Linked DNA regions of Mus musculus: all the other regions are linked to region 1. The links are chromatin contacts, called in public Hi-C, HiChIP or PLAC-seq, Micro-C and promoter capture Hi-C maps. All regions are on one chromosome and are shown on one strand. Each heading gives the region's core, a stretch centred on a gene start, on an enhancer-like site or on the middle of the called end of the contact. The rest is flanking DNA. Distances are from core to core; before and after follow the strand shown.

The links. Promoter capture Hi-C pulls out the DNA fragments that hold promoters and counts their contacts. A called contact is a pair of places that touch in the nucleus more often than the background predicts. HiChIP or PLAC-seq counts read pairs in DNA pulled down with a chosen protein or histone mark.
Region 2: a contact with region 1 is called in a Micro-C map of embryonic stem cells, with 4 times the contacts expected there. The contact joins the promoter of Fer here to the promoter of Efna5 in region 1. A contact is called at or near these places in 1 of 39 promoter capture datasets (pre-B cells) and 3 of 484 Hi-C or Micro-C datasets (all in embryonic stem cells).
Region 3: a contact with region 1 is called in an H3K27ac HiChIP or PLAC-seq map of embryonic stem cells, with 4 times the contacts expected there. The contact joins the enhancer-like site here to the promoter of Efna5 in region 1. A contact is called at or near these places in 5 of 39 promoter capture datasets (the 3T3-L1 cell line, embryonic stem cells, liver and 2 more), 2 of 484 Hi-C or Micro-C datasets (embryonic fibroblasts and uterus) and 11 of 115 datasets of contacts at active chromatin or transcription factors (the NIH/3T3 cell line, T-cell acute lymphoblastic leukemia, astrocytes and 6 more).
Region 4: an H3K4me3 HiChIP or PLAC-seq map of forebrain shows a contact between it and region 1, with 5 times the contacts expected there. The contact joins the enhancer-like site here to the promoter of Efna5 in region 1. A contact is called at or near these places in 3 of 39 promoter capture datasets (liver and second pharyngeal arch cranial neural crest), 1 of 15 datasets of contacts at CTCF or cohesin (the NIH/3T3 cell line), 1 of 484 Hi-C or Micro-C datasets (cerebral cortex) and 10 of 115 datasets of contacts at active chromatin or transcription factors (the NIH/3T3 cell line, astrocytes, craniofacial prominence and 7 more).
Region 5: a contact with region 1 is called in a promoter capture Hi-C map of embryonic stem cells, with 4 times the contacts expected there. The contact joins the enhancer-like site here to the promoter of Efna5 in region 1. A contact is called at or near these places in 7 of 39 promoter capture datasets (the 3T3-L1 cell line, the SN4741 cell line, embryonic stem cells and 3 more), 1 of 15 datasets of contacts at CTCF or cohesin (the NIH/3T3 cell line), 1 of 484 Hi-C or Micro-C datasets (embryonic stem cells) and 10 of 115 datasets of contacts at active chromatin or transcription factors (the 230-238 cell line, the NIH/3T3 cell line, T-cell acute lymphoblastic leukemia and 7 more).
Region 6: a Hi-C map of the N1E-115 cell line shows a contact between it and region 1, with 10 times the contacts expected there. The contact joins the enhancer-like site here to the promoter of Efna5 in region 1. A contact is called at or near these places in 5 of 39 promoter capture datasets (the 3T3-L1 cell line, the SN4741 cell line, hippocampal neurons and 2 more), 2 of 484 Hi-C or Micro-C datasets (the N1E-115 cell line and liver) and 8 of 115 datasets of contacts at active chromatin or transcription factors (the 230-238 cell line, astrocytes, cardiomyocytes and 5 more).
Region 7: a Hi-C map of tail fibroblasts shows a contact between it and region 1, with 5 times the contacts expected there. The contact joins the enhancer-like site here to the promoter of Efna5 in region 1. A contact is called at or near these places in 8 of 39 promoter capture datasets (the 3T3-L1 cell line, 3T3-L1-derived adipocytes, hippocampal neurons and 3 more), 1 of 15 datasets of contacts at CTCF or cohesin (the NIH/3T3 cell line), 4 of 484 Hi-C or Micro-C datasets (adipose-derived mesenchymal stem cells, brown adipocytes, cranial neural crest and 1 more) and 12 of 115 datasets of contacts at active chromatin or transcription factors (the NIH/3T3 cell line, astrocytes, a colorectal cancer cell line and 8 more).

The regions. Positions count from the first base shown.
Region 1 is chr17:62,880,046-62,882,625 of GRCm38.p6, reverse strand. Efna5 (ephrin A5) reads left to right here and starts at 1,309. Exons shown (of 5, transcript NM_207654.2): 1 at 1,309-1,620. The coding sequence starts at 1,496.
Region 2 is chr17:63,862,689-63,865,268 of GRCm38.p6, reverse strand. It overlaps Fer (fer (fms/fps related) protein kinase), which reads right to left and starts at 1,288. Exons shown (of 19, transcript NM_001037997.3): 1 at 1,214-1,288.
Region 3 is chr17:62,047,903-62,050,482 of GRCm38.p6, reverse strand. No RefSeq gene overlaps it. Among named protein-coding and RNA genes, the nearest start is that of Gm52291, 12 kb to the left of the region's middle. Within about 2 kb of position 1,297, at least 4 of the 459 cell types and tissues checked have an H3K27ac peak or open chromatin away from gene starts, as enhancers often do. A contact at or near this core is called in embryonic stem cells, where this site is marked.
Region 4 is chr17:62,076,492-62,079,071 of GRCm38.p6, reverse strand. No RefSeq gene overlaps it. Among named protein-coding and RNA genes, the nearest start is that of Gm52291, 17 kb to the right of the region's middle. Within about 2 kb of position 1,286, at least 15 of the 459 cell types and tissues checked have an H3K27ac peak or open chromatin away from gene starts, as enhancers often do. A contact at or near this core is called in forebrain, where this site is marked.
Region 5 is chr17:62,110,618-62,113,197 of GRCm38.p6, reverse strand. No RefSeq gene overlaps it. Among named protein-coding and RNA genes, the nearest start is that of Gm52291, 51 kb to the right of the region's middle. Within about 2 kb of position 1,302, at least 2 of the 459 cell types and tissues checked have an H3K27ac peak or open chromatin away from gene starts, as enhancers often do. A contact at or near this core is called in embryonic stem cells, where this site is marked.
Region 6 is chr17:62,154,140-62,156,719 of GRCm38.p6, reverse strand. No RefSeq gene overlaps it. Among named protein-coding and RNA genes, the nearest start is that of Gm52291, 94 kb to the right of the region's middle. Within about 2 kb of position 1,294, at least 1 of the 459 cell types and tissues checked has an H3K27ac peak or open chromatin away from gene starts, as enhancers often do. A contact at or near this core is called in the N1E-115 cell line, where this site is marked.
Region 7 is chr17:62,286,589-62,289,168 of GRCm38.p6, reverse strand. No RefSeq gene overlaps it. Among named protein-coding and RNA genes, the nearest start is that of Gm25800, 170 kb to the left of the region's middle. Within about 2 kb of position 1,303, at least 23 of the 459 cell types and tissues checked have an H3K27ac peak or open chromatin away from gene starts, as enhancers often do. A contact at or near this core is called in adipose-derived mesenchymal stem cells and tail fibroblasts, where this site is marked.

The sequences.
Region 1 (2,580 bases), core at 60-2,559:
TTATTTTCCCGCCTGGGCAGAGGTTTTAGGATTCGGTCGGTGGCTTTCACCTCTCGTTACTGCTGTGCCTAAGGAGGGAAGGAGGAGGCAGCTCCGGATCGGGAAGGTTTTCTGATGTAGTCATCGGGGAGGTGCCAGCAGCTCGCGTGTGCTCCCTCTCCCTTTTTCCCTCCCGGTTTCAAACTGATTGATGAATCTCTACAAGTTGCTGGGGTTGGGGCCGGAGAGGTCCGAGTCCCAGGGACACTTCTGAGAGCTCCCCCCCGGGGCTCTGGGCACGCCGTGCGGGGGTTCAGCCTCTCTCCCGGAAGGCGAACGGAGACTGTCATCAGCCCATCCCGGACTTGGAGGGCTCCATCCGAAAGTGATTGTTTCCCCTCTCGCTTCTCAGCCCGGCAGTTGGCTTGGCGTCGCCCTGCAGGTTTGGGCATCCCGGCCCCGCCTGGCTGGCTGGTTCACAACCTCTGCTCTTCATTCACTCCGCGGCACCCACACCCGGCCAAGACAAGCTAGCAGGAGAAATCCCCGACTCAGCCAGCGCCCGGGGGTGCCATCTCGCTCTGCCTCTGCGGTCGGACTCCTTTGGGGACCTGCTGGAAGACGTGAAGAGCCAAACTTTTCTTGGAGCCTTTTCCGAAGCAAGACCCGCTCCTCCTCTCCTCGCCTGAGCGCTCGGCTGCGGCTTTGGGCAGTTCCAGGACTCCGGCAGAGCCGGGCTTGCGGATCCAGATCGCCACTCTTCTCTGCGCACCTCCGGGTACCGCAGTCCACAGGACTCCTGCGAGCCTTGCGGGGGGTCGCCTGGCCAAGGCACAGAAGGGAGGCTCCGGACTGCTTCCAGCCTCCTGGGGACACCAGTGTGAGGACGCCCCCCCCCCCGCCCCCCTCCACACAGCGCCCTCCTCCTGCAGTTTCTCTCCGGCCGCCAAAGTAACTTGGAACAAAGCGGGGCGCACGGTGAGGGCCCAGCGCGGCGGAGGAAGCCCGTGCAGACCGCGGCGCCGACACTGAGCCGGGCCCGGCGGGCCGGTGTATGTCTCCCCGCAGCCGCGGCGCTCAACTCCCCGTGACTGTGCAGCGCGCGCCGCCGCCTGCCCCGACCCGCGCTGCCGCCGCCCGGCCCCGCACGCACCTCCCTCTCCCGGGGTGACCGGCTTGCAGCCGCCGCCCGAGACACAGCTCCGCACCCCTACCCCCGCCCTCGCCGCCGCCACCGCACACACGCACGCGTCTCTCCGTCTTGTGATTCTTCTCCCCTCCCGAGCCCTTCAGTGGGGGTGCGAGTTTGTCCCCCCGCCCCAGCCACTGCCTCCTTCTTCTCTCTCTCCTCTTCCTCTTCCTCCCGCGCTCGCCGCGCGCCTCTCGCCCCTTCATCGTATTTATTCCTATTTATTTGGCGTCCGCTCTCTTCGTCTGCCCCTCTCCCTCCCTCCCCCTGGATCCCCGATCTCTCCCCGGAGTGGCGCGTCGGGGGCTCCGCCGCTGGCTAGGCGTGATGTTGCACGTGGAGATGTTGACGCTGCTCTTTCTGGTGCTCTGGATGTGTGTGTTCAGCCAGGACCCGGGCTCCAAAGTCGTCGCCGACCGCTACGCCGTCTACTGGAACAGCAGCAACCCCAGGTAAGGTGGCCGGGGCGGGGGCGCCAAAAGCTCGGGCTCCGCGGGCCTGGGCCGGGAGCAGGGGACACGGCGGCCGGGAGCGGCGCGCACCAGCCGCAGGCAGCGCGCGCCCTCGGAGCCTGCGTCGCCAGACGCCGCTGGCCGCCCGGCGCCGGCGGGAAGCGCTCGCTCCGCGCCGCTCTTTGTTAAGCCAGGGCGGCAGGGCCGGCGGCTGCTAGCAATCCCCAGGGCTGCGCGGAGCCGCTGCCTCCGACCGGGTGCGGGGAAGACACGGGAATGGGCGGGAGCCCCGGACCCGGGCCATCGCTTCCCAGTCGGGGAGATTGGCCCGCACCTCCGGATCCCGGCTTAGAGCTTGGGTGCTGGTAGCCTCGGGTGCGTACTGCCAAGAGGTCCTCCCTGGAGCCTGGGGGGCGCGGGGCTGAGGCCGGGATCCTGATAGATAGCATCAAAGTTTTCTTTTTTTTTTAATTTTAAAATTTTTACTTAAACATAATGCCTTCTTTTACCTCCTTGCGCGCATAGAGAGAGCGCGTACCGGTTAGAGGGAAGCAAAGGGGGGTTGGAGGGATGGGTGAGTGGAAAGCGGAAGCTTTAGGGTTTAATGTTCTTTTTAACTGCGAGATAACTGTTAGGTGACCCCCCCCCCCCCCACACACACACCGCCAAGTCGGTCTAGGCCCATCGCGCTTGGCCCTGGAAAGGATTCTCCCAGCTCGGGCACCCTCCTTTCCCCCCCAGTGGGCTTAAGGTGCCAGAAAGTTTGATCGAATGCCGGGTTACGTCACGAGTGCAGAGCGAGCCGCTGGAGTTGGCAAGCCGGAAGGTGGGAGCCTTCGCCCCGGGGCCTGGCGCTGTGCAGCTGGAGGGACGCGCGTGGTTACCTGCGACAGCGTCTAGGCGACCCCAAAGCCTGCGGGCTTGGCGGGAGGCTGGAAGCGGGCGCCGGGGACTTCCTTA
Region 2 (2,580 bases), core at 39-2,538, 980 kb before region 1:
CATGTATTTTGCAATACTTTTCCTTTAAACCTGTTCTTATTTCACAGATGGACTGCAAAGTATTTTTTAGATGTTAACCACTAAAATACTGTGGGCCTTATCTTTAGATTCTCTGACATCAGACGTTTATATACGGTGACTTCAGGTTGAGAAGGTTCTTTCTGAAAAATGCCTGAAAACTCCTGTACATGTTGGAGTAGCATATGTTAGGGTGACCGTGAGACCATTGTGAATATATACAGCTTCTTCCGAAGTAAAAGTATCAAAAGCCTCATTGCTCTTACGTCATAAGATATTGAAAATGAAAGGCTGCCCGAACAAACTGAAATTGCAATGGCATGCCCAACAAAAATCACAAATGCACAGAGTTCCAAGCGACCACCTCATGGAAACTTAATTGTTCAAAGGAGCCCTAGCTCTTACCAAAACTAATCTCATGAACTCCTTTCGGAGGGCTGATCTTAAGAGGAGTCCAAGGAAGACACAAAGGTGCCTCCAAATACCTCAGACCCCTAAAAAGCCCTTAGGGAAAAAATCACCCCTGACAAGTCCAGATGCCTCCAGAAGTCTCCCTGGGCCGGACTTCTGAAAGGCTGCCCTGAACCAAAGGGGCAGTGGGACGTGAAGCTGAAGCGAGGCGACACAGGGTCAGAGGGTCCTGATGAAAGGGGCTGCGGGAACTCTCGGGGCTGGGTGCCACAGGAGAGGGCGGCGACGGGTGAGGAGACCAGAAGGGGTGTGGGCACCGTGGGCGAGCGTCGGAGGAGCGCAAGAAGGGAAAGGGTGCGGGCTCCCCACCGCAGCAGCTCCCAACCCCGCCCCACGCCCCGCACACCCGCGACCCGCGACGGGGCGGGGCCAAGCGCCCGCCACGGCCGGCACCGCCCCCTCAGCCTCCGGGTCCCGGGCGGGTAGGAGGGGCGGGCCTGGCGGGCCGGGTGAGCAGCCCGGACCCAAGCCCAACCCGGAACGTTCCGTCGCGCGGGTAGGATGAGGCGAGTGTGACCCCGCAGCCCCGGCAGGGGACCGAGCTGGCTGAGGGCAGAGGAAGCGCCTCCGCACAGCCCGCGTCCGCTGGGCCAAAAGCCCGGCGCCCCCCTGCAGGCGGGAACGGTTACCCCCGCGCTGCGCTCGCCTTCCGGCCTCCTTCCCACCTCCCGGGGCGTTGCCCCGGGCAACGGTGCCTACGGACGGCGGCGTGAAACGCACCTACCTAGAACCTGACAAGCAGAAGCCCCTCAGACCCGGGAGCCAGTCGCCACCCGGCGTCACGGGGACTGCTCCAGCCAATAGGCGCCACCGTTGCGAGGCTCGACAGCCAATCCCGCTACACTCCGGTCTCCGGGCACCCCGAGAGTTTAGCCAATGAGAAGGAGCAAGGGGCGGGCGCTGCCACCGGCCCCAACCCCCTCTTCTACAACCTCCCAGGAGGCGGGCGCGGCCCATTGGCTCGGACCCGCGAGGGGCGGAGCTCAGCGAGTGGGCGGAGGCTGGAGTTGCGGGCGTGAGGAGGCGTGGGCCGTGGCCACCGCCCTGCGTGCTGTTTCCCGTCGAAGCTTGTTCTTGCGGTCTCTCGCGTAGAAGATCCCGCTTCTCCGAGCCCAGCCGTCGGCCTGAGCGGTGGGATGGGCGCGGAGACCGAGGGAGCCTGACAGGAAACTCCGGAGACTCGCGGGGCCAAAGCCGGGAAGTAGCCTGTCCGGGTGATAAGCTGAGGCCGCCCGGAAGGGTCAGCCCCGCGGCCCTGCCGGAAAGGAGGTGTGACGAAACGTGGAGCGCCCGCGGGGGACCGGCGAGGGCCGGCTCTCCTTCCCACCCCGAGCTGGCTGTGCAGCGAACTCTACCTTCCCGCGCTCTGCTTGCGTGTGCTGTAACGTGGATTCCTTTAAATCGGCTTTGCGTTTCTGCGGTGTGCTCAGAACTGCCTTTCCCGCTCCTGTGCCTGCAGTGTCAGACGCTAACGAGCTGACATTCTCTGGAAACATGAGGATGCTCTGCAAAGAGAGCCGCGAGTCCTGGGAGCGGTCCCCTCGAAAGTACTTACCTCTAGGAAAGTCTAGAAAGCGAGGGCCTAAACTGATGTGTTCTTCCAGTGAGGGCTGTTTTCCGAAGCGCTCCTTTGCCAATTTGGTACAAAACAGGAGTAAGGTGGACCTGAACAGATCTTAGTAGGTGATCTGGAGCTCTGTGATAGGTGTTCATGGAGCGTCACTCTCGGGATTGCTGTAGCACGCTTTTTAAGGCAGTGTCCTCTTGTACGTGAGCTCAGCCACATTCACATTCGTCGCCTGCAACAAGTCTGACAGCTCCATTTCCCCTCCCACCCTTAAACCTTTGAGTTAGATTAGAGCCAAAGAAGAATTAATACTTTTTAAAATTCTAAATGGTTATTCACTTAAGTCAGTTTCAAAGACCAAGAAACCAAAACATACTTTAAGGACACAGATATCTTACAGTTGAAAATGGATGAGAGTCTCTCCCCCTTTTTCTCAGAAAACAATTATAAAGTTCTCTTGTCAGATTTATGGTCCAGGAATATCTTTTTCAAGAACGTGGAATGCACAAGAGTTGTGAATCGTT
Region 3 (2,580 bases), core at 48-2,547, 830 kb after region 1:
TCTTTTACTTAATGTATTGACTGTGAGTAACATCCATTGAGGGCACCTTCACTGTTGTGAGTAGATTTTAGTAAACGAGTATGTTGATAATATCTTGGATACACATTGATTAGGATTCCTTTATACAGATTGTTAGGAGTGGTCTAGCTGGATCTCAGGGTCACTGCTTTGTTACTGGGTTTTGGGAACTTCCTAATTTCCCTGGTGGTTTTACTAATTTACATTCCCAAGCAATGGTTTCCTTTTCTTTCTGTTCATACATTTACCTGCTTTTGTTATATTTTATTTAATAATGGTCATTTTGACTGAGCCATATCTTGATTATTTTCCTATGGCTGTGATAAAAGCAAGGGTACTTATTGAAAACAAGTGCATTTGGTCTTATGTTTCTCATGGATTAGAATCCATGATGGCATCACTGTGAAGGTGGTGTGCTTGGAGTAGCAGCTGGGAGCCAATTCAAAATGCCCCGAGTGAGTCTTTAACCTGGCAAAGCTTATCCCCAGTGACATAATTCCTCCAACAAGACCACTCCTCTCAAACCTCCCAAATATCTTTAACAACTGTGAACCAAAAATTCAAAGGCCTGAGAGTATGCAGGACATCTTATTTAAATTACTCTGGTGTGAGATGGAGTCTCCCTCTGGCTCTAAATCTCATGGTCTTAAATATGTAAAGGTGTGGAAGATTTACTTTTCATAAACTTCTTGGCAATTAGAACATCTTTTAAGAACTTTTCAAATCATTTTTTATGTATTAACTGAATTAATTTTTTGAGTTCTTAATATATTCTGAATAATATTTTTATCCAAAAATGGGCTGCAAAGACAGTTGTCTAATTCTGCAGGATATCTTGTGTTCAACTGATTATTTTCTGGTGCTGAAGGTTTTTGTATTGATGTAGTCATGTATATCAAAGGTTACTATTCATTCTTTGAGTTTATTCTTCTCTCATACATGACATCCTGCCCAGTTTTCCTTCCCCCTCCATGCTTTCCAGTTGTCCCTCCACCTCCCATCTCCCCCAGTTCTTATAATATTTGTGTCCAATTGAGAAAGGTGTTACATGTCACATTTTAATGTATATCTCCTACTTTAGTATAGCACTTTAAAGTTTTTATTAAACATGTTTGATTCATTTGGATTGTTTTCTGTACGCATTGAATTGTTGGAATCGATCCCCAGTCTTCTCATGTGGATACCCAGTTTTCAGAGCATTGTTTTAGTAGACTGCATTTCCTCCAGTGTGTGTTCTGGGTACCATTGTCTGAATTAGTTGCCTGTAGGTATGCAGATTTCTGTCTGAGAGCTCCATTTCTTTTACATTGGCCCGTTTTCATGCTAATACCAGACTGCTCACTATGACTCCATAGTATATTTTAAATGGGTTGTTGTCAGACTTCTGGCACTGTCCCCTTGCTTAAGGATAATTCAACTGTGAGGGGTCTTCTGTGTTTGCATATGAATCTCAGAAATATATTCTTCAGTTCTGTTAGAGTGCCGTTGATGTTTTTTAAAGCTTTGCTTAATATATAGAAAAATTTTAGTCATCTGGGCATTTTAAACAAATTTAAATTCTCTCTATCCATGGACAAGAGTGTTCTTTCTGCCTTCCAGGAAATGACTCATTTAACTTCACTCTTTGAGGCTTTCTGCTTTTTATTGCACTGTTTTCTTTTCCTAGTTAAGTGTATCAAAGGTCTTAACTTTGTTGTTGCTATTAGTTTTTCATTTGTTTGTTTAATTTTTTAAGGCCATTATGAATGGGGCTGACTTTTGTTGTTGTCGTTTTGTTTTGATTTTTTTTATTTTATTATTATTTTTTTTTAATCACATTTTGAGGGAATTCAGTGCCAGTGTGTAGAAACCTACTGGGTTTTGTATGTCGGGGGTGTATTTTGCTTTATTGAATTTCTCAGTTGAGATTCTCTGGCTGGAACCTAGGATTCTGTACGCACAGTTGGATCAGTGTTCTCTGAACACCAAGATTCAGATTCCTCCTATCCTATTTGTGACCCACCTCCCCCACCGGTATGGTATTCCTGGTTGTCCCCTGGTTTCTCTGGTTGAAATATCAAACACTGTAATGAGTAACAGTTCAGAGGGAACACCCTTGCCTTTGTCCTATTTATGCAGAGAATGCTTTTGGGTTTTTGTTTGTTTGTTTGTTTGTTTTGTTTTTTTTCTATATGGATGCTGATCATTTGTGATTTTAAAATCAGGAGACATTGTAGATTTTCAAATATCTGGTTTGAAAAGTTTTTCTAAGCAATTAAGTAAAAGCTGCATTTCAATAATGCTTGAGTATATTGAACATTTTAAAGTTCGAGTTGGGGATATCAGAGCATATTTTCTTGATTTACTTTCTATGTTTGCAGGGAAAGCACCTGGAAATCATTGTGAAGATGACTCATTAAGATCTGTCTCTGAGGAATTTTAAAGGTACTGTTTGGGGAGATAGAGATTTGGTTTATCTCAGAAGTTTCTTTATTATTATTGAGATAGTTGATGTTGGTATTGACACATAGGAAATATCTTTGAGTTTATAAACCACGTAAACCTCAGGTGGTAAATTATTCC
Region 4 (2,580 bases), core at 37-2,536, 800 kb after region 1:
TCTGACTCATTAAACTCGTTTTAATTTCTTCGCTATCTCTGCAAACTTATTTTATCTTATTATCAACACACCCCCTCCCATTTCTTAGCTTGGGCATTGTTCCCACCATTCTTCTGATAAATCCAAATAAAATCATTTACAATCTGTTCACTGGAAGGCATTATTTTCCTCTTGCCCTGGTGTATTATGGAAGGCATTTTCTTCTTGCCCTGGTGTATTTGTGATGTAGTTATGTATGGAGAAATTACTGAAAGGCTGGCATGTAGATTCTATGTGGGCACAGAATTACACACAAAAGCACATTTCTATGAGTAGATGGTATCTAAAAAACAATACTTTCTTGGATTCTAAATACCCATAAGCCTCTGAGTTTTTTGAACACTTGGGTTGTATTTTTCAGATATTGGTATTACAAAGGATAGCATCTGTGCAAAGTTAATAGCACAGAAAACTCATTTGTGATTCGGGGAGGCAGCTCAGTGAATAAAACCTTGCTACATAAGTGTGAGTGGATCTGAAGGGCCCACATATGGCCAACTTAAGAGTCTGGGTGCACAATCTCAGAACTACAGAGACAGGAAGCAGTAACTGGAGAATCCCTTGGAGTTTCACAGACCGGCTAGTGCGTACAATGAAACAAAACAAAGAGTCCCCCATTTCATAGAACGCAGATGGTGAGCTGGGACAACAGAGGTTGTCTCCCCCCCATGCCCACATGCATGGTGTGGCACATGTTTGCAAGGACACACTGGAGCCTCACACATACATGAGCATATGCATACACAGGTAGTGAGTGAAAGAGAGAGAGAGAGAGAGAGAGAGAGAGAGAGAGAGAGAGAGAGAGACAGAGACAGAGAGACAGAGAGAGACAGAAAGAGAGACAGAAAGACACAGAGAGACACACAGAGAGAGAGAGAGTCAAAGAGATACAGACAGAGACATAGAGAAAAAGAGAGCACAGAACGGAAAGAGAGAGAAAAAACAGAGGGCGGGGGGAGGCAGAGAGAAGCAGTAGGGTGACAACGGAAGAAAGAAAATGAGTTGGAACACACATCTGGGTGCCTAGAGTCCCTTTGGAGATACCTGCAGGATTTGATTGAACTCAGTTGTCACTGGTTACTCCTTTGTGTGCAGCGCCTCTGGACTGCTTTGGTTAGATCCTGGGTACCTTCCCTTCGTTCTCTTTTTAAGAGCAATGAAAACGAGCCGCTCCTGATAGCTCGGCTTAGGCCTTGTCAGAGTGGAGTGAGTCACTCTGCAAGCTGTGTGAAAGTCTCAGCTGGCATTATTGTTCATTTTGCTCCTCAGCGGATAAGGCATGGCTGTTATGTAAAACCTTGAGAGATGTGTTAGAAACAGCATCTTGTCATATGGAAGTAAATGATGCTGAGGCTTCTTGTACATTTGATTCTCAAGGCTGTGAGGATTGGATCTTCTCCATACAAATTACGTAGAGCACAGATTTGATTTTTACTCTTTAGCTGTATCATCTAGTTGAATAAAAGTCCCTTCTAAATGCTAATATAAACGATTTTTGAAGGTATCTTGCCTGTTTTTGTTTCTTGATATAGTATAAAGATAATTTGTCTGCAGAGGAGAGGGAATTTATGAAATAGAACTTTTCCCACATCTTCCCTTGTAGGAGGAAATCACAATTAACAGACTACAATGGGCTCTTCTGGTTTCTTTGGTATTCAGAATTTAAAACTTTCAAAAAATTATTTTGGTGTGTATTTTAATGTTATTGAATAATCAATGTATCCCAGCAAGAGGAAATATAAAATACGAACATGATAATATTCAACTAACTCTTCCATTGTGGCAAAAACTAAACCTTGAATAATTGTTTTCTTTGTGAAAGAGAAAGCAGAGAAATCCAAGCATTATTACTATTGAATTATAAAACAACAAACTATCTCTTTCCCTGTGGCTTTCATCCATATAATTTACAGTGTGAATGCAGCTTTTGGTATACAAATGCTGCTATATTGAGAGAAGTGTGGAGAAGAGAATGCCTAGTTCCAATTTTCTTGCCAAACAAAGAAAACAAAATCCTTCCTCATCTTCTGTATTATGTGAGTGCCAATAACGCCTCTTTGATGGTAGCTTTGTGTTGTATTGTGTTTTGCTTTTAATTAAGATATATTGGGTAAAATAGTGCTTCATTGTATTGTGCAAAATACTAAAGCATGGGCTAATTACAGCCTTCAATAGGATTCGGTGCAGACCGCATGCTACTCTCTTATGCCCATTTTTTTTTTCTTTTAGTTTAGCTAAGTGTTGTGATGTTATATTTTCTCCTGGGATTTTCTTTTCAGTCTCTTGTCATCAAATAAAAAACAATGACCCCTCCCTTAAATGTTAATTAAATAGCTACATTACTGCTATAAAGTTGAAAAATCATTCTTATGTTTTAGAAACCAAGGTTCAATGTGTTATCCCATATGCCCTGTCTGTAAGACTTCTTTCTAGAGTGTATGCTTTTCACAGAAGGCAGAATTTAAAGTTTGCAGAAACCAGGTTGGGAGCCATACAAATATGGAAGAAATATCTCCCTCATCTTTATTTAAACCTGTTTAA
Region 5 (2,580 bases), core at 53-2,552, 770 kb after region 1:
TACATTCTTATAATTATTCAAACACTATTTTTATTGAAATGATTGTAAAGCATACTTATCTATGTACATATGTTAATTTAACATTTCATCTTTATGTACATCGTTTGCTTTGTTTGAAACATGGATTATATCTGACCGTTCCAGTCATTTAACGGTTTTCAGATACATTAAGTGCATGGTGACGATTATATTTGACCTATAAATGTTGAACTCATCTGCTTCCTTTGTACCACTTGTCGCAGGACATGATGGATTATGCATAATGTGCTCCACCCATTGAATTTTGTTGTCATATTTTGTGCTTGTCAGTAGAATATGTAACATGAAATATTTATGTCTCCTGAGGAACCTTAAATATGCATCTCAGCATTTGAAGTAGACAATGTTAGTAGTAAATATTTATTAATTGCAAAGAATGACACTGGAACTTATGAGATGAACTGCACAAATAAGGAATTCCCATACTGCATGCCAACATACATATTGATGTTTAATACGTAATAAGTTTGACATCTCTGAATATAATTCTAGGCTTCTTTGCAAGAAGAATCCATAAGCATATTGAAAGATACTATTAGGGTTTTTTCCTCTGTTTTTATTTTCCCTTCTAGGGGACCTAGAGAAGTAAAAACTTTTTATCAACTTTATTCCCTTTGAATATCCATTTGAAATTATTCACTCTTATATTGAATAGCTGTTAAAAATTTAATTTCTAAGTACAGAAAAAAAAAAGTCTTTGACTATGTTCCTGACCATGTGGAACTTAGAATTTTGGGGGGAAGACATTCAAAATGAATAATACGTGGGATAATTTCTTAGAGTAATGATTTAGTAAGACCTGTTAGGGGAGATGATATTTGACTTAAGACCGGAATGATGATATCTAATTGCAAAGCCTTTTATTCTCAACGTGAACCCGATTCGATTCTTTTCTTTTTCTTCCCGTGGAGCTCCATACCAAGCAGCGTTCCTCCAGCTTTTTTCTGCCATTCCTCAGGTCCCTGTTCGGGGCGCCAGATTGTTGCAACCGGCCAGTGGCTCACATGGACAGGGTACACCCAAGTGGCAGACGGGAGCTGAAAGAGAGGGGAATTAGGCGGTCGAGAGAAAAATGGAGCTAAGTCAAGGTTCCTGATCAAAGCTCAAATGTTTAATGGCAAATGCACTTATAAAGGTGGTGGGGGGAGGCCCATTCCTGCCAATTCATCCTTGGAGCCTGGAACCAGCTGCAGGTGAGGATGTGCAGGATAGGGTGTAGTCTCCGAAATAGCTCCTTGGCCTCCCAGCAGGTAACAGTATCTTGAAGGGGAATAGTGGCAGTGGCTGAACAATAGAGTGATCTAGGGAGGAAGGCTCCACCCTAGGTAATATCCTTAGTGGCAGCAAGGTCAAGGTCTGGCTCAGTCTGCTTCAGGCTAGGGGGAGGTTACATCTAATAACCATAAAAATCAGGCACACACTTACTTTGGAGTCCATGGAAGACAGATAGGACTTTGTGGTGACTAATTGCACTGCCTCAGTTGCCAATTGTGGAGTTAGTACTTTGTATTGAACATAGTCCTCTGGTGATTAGGGAATAGAAAACATTAACCAGTGGCTATTTCTGATCTTAGTTTCCAATCTAGACACACCAGACATTAAATCTGTAGATGGTATCCTTTATTTTGAGGCAGCGCTCTGCATGTTAAAATAAATATGCAATCATATCATAGTTGAGTATAAGATATTCAATTTCATGATACATTTATTTATTTTTATTACCTGGGACTACTACAATTCCTTCTAGGTGATTACTTGTACCCTTTGTATTCTAATGTATTTCTTTTATCAATACTTTAAAAATAATTTAATTTACAGTAAATTAAATACTTTTAAAAAGTCAACTCAAGGACTGGTATTAATCCCATAGTCACATGTCTGAAGTTGTCTATTTTCTTCACTTGGTCTTAGAATGCTCTCACAACACTACAGTTCTTGTAAGTCTGGCAAGGTCCATTTACATATGTTCATGCTGTCTCTTTCTGCCTTAACCCATGGCTTATGAAAGTTCTTGTTTATGACACGTTCCATTTCTCTTTTTGTTTATGATATATTTCACTTAAAAGTCTAGGACTATCCTACTCCTTCTAGAATAGTCTTATCTGAATTACTTCAGTCTCAATAAGACTGCATATGGACTCAATAAGACTTAAAAGTATATAAAGTATCATAGCATATATTATGATTTATACATTGTTATCAAATTAAATGTTTTGTTTAGTTTGCTTCAGGGTTTTTAAAACAATGAATGCACTATAGAAACATTTCAATTCTGTCAGGTGTTATTTCTCTGTCTTTCTCCCAAACTCCAAATCAACAACTATTATGAACTTGGCCCTTTCCTTCCTGTGACTTTCTTCTAAACCACCCTTTGCAATGTAATTGTAATCTTTATCTGAATTTGGAAAACGAAAGCTGGTAAAATTTATGGAACAAAAAATAGACTATTACCTGAACAGAGATTCATAGAAAATGTATGAAATTTATTAATCATAATTTAAATAGTGATAATTTATATTTTAAATATTTCTATGGCTTTGT
Region 6 (2,580 bases), core at 45-2,544, 730 kb after region 1:
TCCCCTCACTACACATCTCTTCCAGCATGTCATTTATTTTATTAACCTAGGTTTCTTCTGGGGGGACTGGTATATGATAAACCTCAAAATAGTCTTGATTTGCATTTCTCTGATGATCAAGGATGTTTAAATGTTTCTTCAAGTGTTTCTCAGCTGTTAGTGTTTGTCTTTAAAGAACTCTTTGCTTGGATCTGTGCTCTATTATTAATTGGTTGTTTCCTTGATGTTAGTATTTAAAAATTGTTTGTATACTTTAGATTCTAGCTCTCTATTGAATGAATAATTGGTACAGATCTTTTTCCCTCTATAGCCTGAAGCTTTTGTCAAAATGGTGATATCCTTTGCCATACAGAGTCAGAAAGAGTATCTGGTTACAGCTTGGAAAAGAAAGGACACAGGAAAAATGTATCCCACCATCATTGTTACTCTACTCACCAAAATTACTTGACTAATATCCTCACAGACTAATATCAATATTCATACCAAAAGAACTTATTTTATTTCCAGAAACGTTGATTTTTTTTTTTTTTTTTTTTTTTTTTTTTTTTTAGAAATCAGTTACTTTATGTTGGTAGGAACAGGAAGTGGGAAATACTCGTTTTATATTAAGTTGCTAAAGAATCAATGATATTGCTTGAATGTAGCCCTCCAATAGCCTATGTTGGAACTTAAACCCCAGTTGAGAAGGAAGTTACCAGAGGGACTTCCGGGGCTGGTTAATTCATAATGACCTTCATTACTGGATAGTGTTTTAAGAGAGGCATGTGGCTGAGTTCAGCCTGTTGTTTTTCTCTTGTGACCTTGTGTCTCTACCTTCTAACACAAGATGACAAGCTAGCAAGATATTCTCCTTGTGGCAGTGATCTTGAACATCCAGTCCCCAGAATTGTGAGAAATAAATCTCTATTCTTTATAACTTACTTAGTCTGTGCTGTTCTAGAGACAGGCATCAGAGCTGACTCTTCTGTGACATGTAGCTAAGGCTGAGAAGAACCAGAATGGCAGGGCTTCTCCACACACTTCAAAATAATGAAAAACAGTTATTGGGAAAATGTCATGTACCCGCAGCTCACTCTACATGATGCTTCTAATCTTATTTGTACAAGTAAAGACAAAAATTCACTAACAACCTATATTGTCTCTTTTTTTTGGTTACGATTTAGTATTGATTACTGTGCAGGCGGGTTTAAAAGAAACTCAGAATGGTTTTAATTACAAGCACGGACCCAGACGTAATTGGCAGAATGAAGAGATATCGGTAAGAAGGTATAACAAAACCACAATATGTTAGTTGATTGGCTAGAGTAGTGAAAATGAAGAAATCAGAGAGAGAGAGAGAGAGAGAGAGAGAGAGAGAGAGAGAGAGAGAGAGAGGACTCTGTTAAAAATTCAGCTTTCCCTTCTCCCTTCACAGAGCCTTTCAGTGGCACCTCTATTATCTCAGTACACATCAGTACTGACTCAATAAATGCCTAACTGGAAAATTAAATTGAATGAATCACAGAAGAAGAATTAGCAGCACGTGGTTTCCTCACTCAACCATAGAAGGAGGCTGCCTCCCCAAATATATCTAAGTATGTCATGAGGGTTATTGGAATGATACTAGTCCAATGGATGCTAATATTTTTCCATTGGTACAGTTTTCAAACAACAATTATAGTTTATCTAAGTGATACCTTCTTGCACTGATGGCTTTTATATTGTAAAGAATGTACATCCCTGAAATAAAGAGTCAGAAACCTCATTTTGCAATTTTCTTGTTCCTCATTGGTCATTTATATCTCCACTATCTCACTTTTTTTTCCTGGGATGAAAATTGCTTTCTTGGGTCATGCTGTTATTAATATTATTTTTTAAAAAAATAATTGAATTTAACACCAAAGTCAGTTGGGAAAATAACCAAAATGAAAATGATAATTCTCTGTATGTAATCTTCAAAAAGTGAAATAAAATACAGTGTTCTTTCCTTAGTTCAAAATTTGCTTTGGTATTGTGTGCTTATTAATGGTATAATATAGCAAAAGTGGGGCTTGCTGAGGTATTACTGTCTAAGAGAATGCTTCATTATGAAATATACTACAAAGATAAGAAGTACTTCTTTAGATATATTTAGTTTTCCTTTTTTCCCCAAGCTTAGTGTTTTTTCAGCTACAAAATTCTTTCCTCTAATAAATTAATGTAGTACTTTGTTATAAAAATAAGTGTTTCAAACTGTTGATTATCATTTTCCCTTTTTCTGCCTTGTGTTTCCTGTGACATTCTCTGAAAAGCATCCCTCCCTCCTTTTCCATGTAACTTGATAAGTCATAAACAGCCTATATTGAGATAAATAATTATAATCTCCATTTTGTACAACTAATGCAATTTTTGTATCCTTATAAAAATGAATATTAGACTTTTAATTAATCATTAAAGTTTGTTGAAAGTACAATAGGTTTTTGTTTGTTTGTTTGTTTGTTTTTTATCAAATTCTTGATCTGCAAATGGTAATAATGGGGAAAAAGGACTTTGGTTATAGTTTTACCTGTATTGGTACGATGACACGGGAAACACTGGACTTATGAGCTACTAGACATTATT
Region 7 (2,580 bases), core at 54-2,553, 590 kb after region 1:
AGAGAAATCGCTTAATTTGGAAATGTTGAGGTAGCTTGCCAAAATCTAAAACTTGTCTTAAATGTAGAACCCATGAGCTCTGTGGTCATTTTAGACCCTTAGCGATTGGGACATCCCTACAAAATGGTACTTTAATGCCTGGAAAAGAACAGCTATTTTGGGGATATAAATGGTTAGAAATCAAGCATGATGGAGAATCCTCTTTGCTCCATGTTAAATATTCAGTTCCTCTTGATGACCCTGTATGATTCACTTAGACCAAAATGCCTATACCCTTTTAGTAAGATAAGAGATAAACTCAAAGCATGCTTCCAGGTAATTTTACAAGAATTCATTTATAAAGAATAAATTTCTTTAGGTAATCAGAAAAAAAAATTCAGAGAGTGGAAAAAATGACATCCTGTGTGAATCTTCCTCAGTTTTCCTCAGTCTCTGTGATGGATTCCATTATCTCTGAAATGACCTTTCCAGTTCATCTCTCTTTGAAGCTAATACAATTCTTTGCCATTCTGCTATAATGAAAGTATCACACGGATAACTATCCAGCATGATCTTCCAGAAAGAGGACTAATTTGGGAAGGAGCAAAGTACTTTAATATAGCATTAAGTCCATCTTACTTCTTTTTTAATCCTGGTATAAAACTTCTGTCTGGAATAAAGCAAAGTTTGTGTGCTATGATAAATACTCAGAGCTCCCCATTCACTGTAGAAGTAATTTTTATTGATACATGCGTGGACATCTGTATATATGCTCTCCTTAAAGAACTCAGCCACAGACAAATCCAAAGGTGTAAGTCACTAGACATGCAACAGAGATCTCAGTTGAAGTTTCCTTTTGGAAACTTGAAGGCCAGCAATTCTGAAGTCTGTGGCAGTTTTCCTAGACTCAACATAATGTGTAAGCATGGTCATCCTGTCTCTACCTGCAAGAATCACCAGGATAGTTTGTGTAGAACTTAAAACACTAATTAAACGCTCTCGTTAACTGTATGGTTGTTTGAAGTGGTAGCAAAATGCAGCTACCTGTACAGGGTGGAAAGAGCTATGAATAATGAGGGCAAGCTACCTTGGACAGGCTCGAGCATGCAGAGACGTGACGTCTGTGGTGATCTACAGCATCCTCATCTGACATGCTCACATGCTGTTGTTTGTTCCAAGGAGTGCAAGAGGGTGAGATGATGACCTTTAATACAGAGATCCAAAGAGTGATGCATACATTCTTCTTCAGGCCAGACCACATGGTCTTCAGTCAGGGCCCAATTAACTGTATGAATCCATGCTTGTTCTGGAGGCTAATAAAGTTAGTGAAATTCCTTAGAAGACATAAATGGCTTTGTAAAAATGCCTTTAAGATGACACATGCATGACACAGTTGTCTGGCAGAGATTTTAATTGCCATGGTGTGGATGTAGAAATAGTTCTTCAGAGATTTGGGGTAGTTTAGCAGCATCAGGTATTTGAGCTAGAGCAATACAGGCTGAGTTCAAAATGTAAAAAATAAAACGAAAGACAACTCAATAAAACACAAGACTAACTTAGTTCCTCAGACCTACACTGTGACATTGACGGGTTTGACTATAAATATGTCCCTCTTTTCTGAATGTAGCTATTGATTAGCTCCATGGGGTTATTTAAGCATAAATCTTTCAATATCTAAGAAATGAAAGGAGAAGGTGGTATTAAAGGTGGTATTAAAAGTGTCATCAAGTCTGTAGAAAGTGAAAGCCTAATTTTTGTTTAATGTGATTGTCAAAACAACAAGAGTGCCTAGGAGGTTTCGTTCAGAACCTGACATTGTCATGTTAATGTTTGAGAACTGTACGATTTATGACCTGGAAGAGAAGAGCTTGCCTAAGCGATAAATGCTCCTTCCTCTTTTTGTTCCTTCCTGCTTTTATGCCACCCTGATTAACGTTGATTTCCTCTGACCATTCTTTTGCATGTCCTATTTCCTTCCTTCCTTTCTTCCTTCCTTCCTTCCTTCCTTCCTTCCTTCCTTCCTTCCTTCCTCCTTCCTTCCTTCTCTCTCTCTCTCTCTCTCTCTCTCTCTTTCTTTCTTTCTTTCTTTCTTTCTTTCTTTCTTTCTTTCTTTCTTTCTTTCTTTCCTCTTTTAAAAATCTTTGCATATACCCTGTACTTTGTATCCACTACTATCATGAAATAAACCAGTCAGTGGCTGGCCCTGGCTTTGTAGGGCAGCGTGTTTCCTTTGGCTGGGAGGCTACAGCTTTGGCATTTGGAGCCTCTTAAGTCAATCCCGCAGCTCTTAACTAGTGCTTTTCATCTACGACGTCCTTGACGCCGCACAGACACCCCATGCTGAATTCTTTTTGCAGAGCTTCGACCTGTCTGCTAGACTAAACAGAGACAAGGAAACAGGTAATGACAGGATTGAAACATAGTTTGGGGATCTTGGGAGGAAAAAAGAAAGCAAGTGAAAAAAATTGATGAAGAACATAGTCACCCCAAGCTTGCGTTGTCTCATCAGAACCTCTCAGTGTTTGGAACTTTTCCCAAGCCTTGCCCTATTGAGACAGAAAAGACTTATTAGATCATTGTGTCTGCTTCCCCACCTGAGCA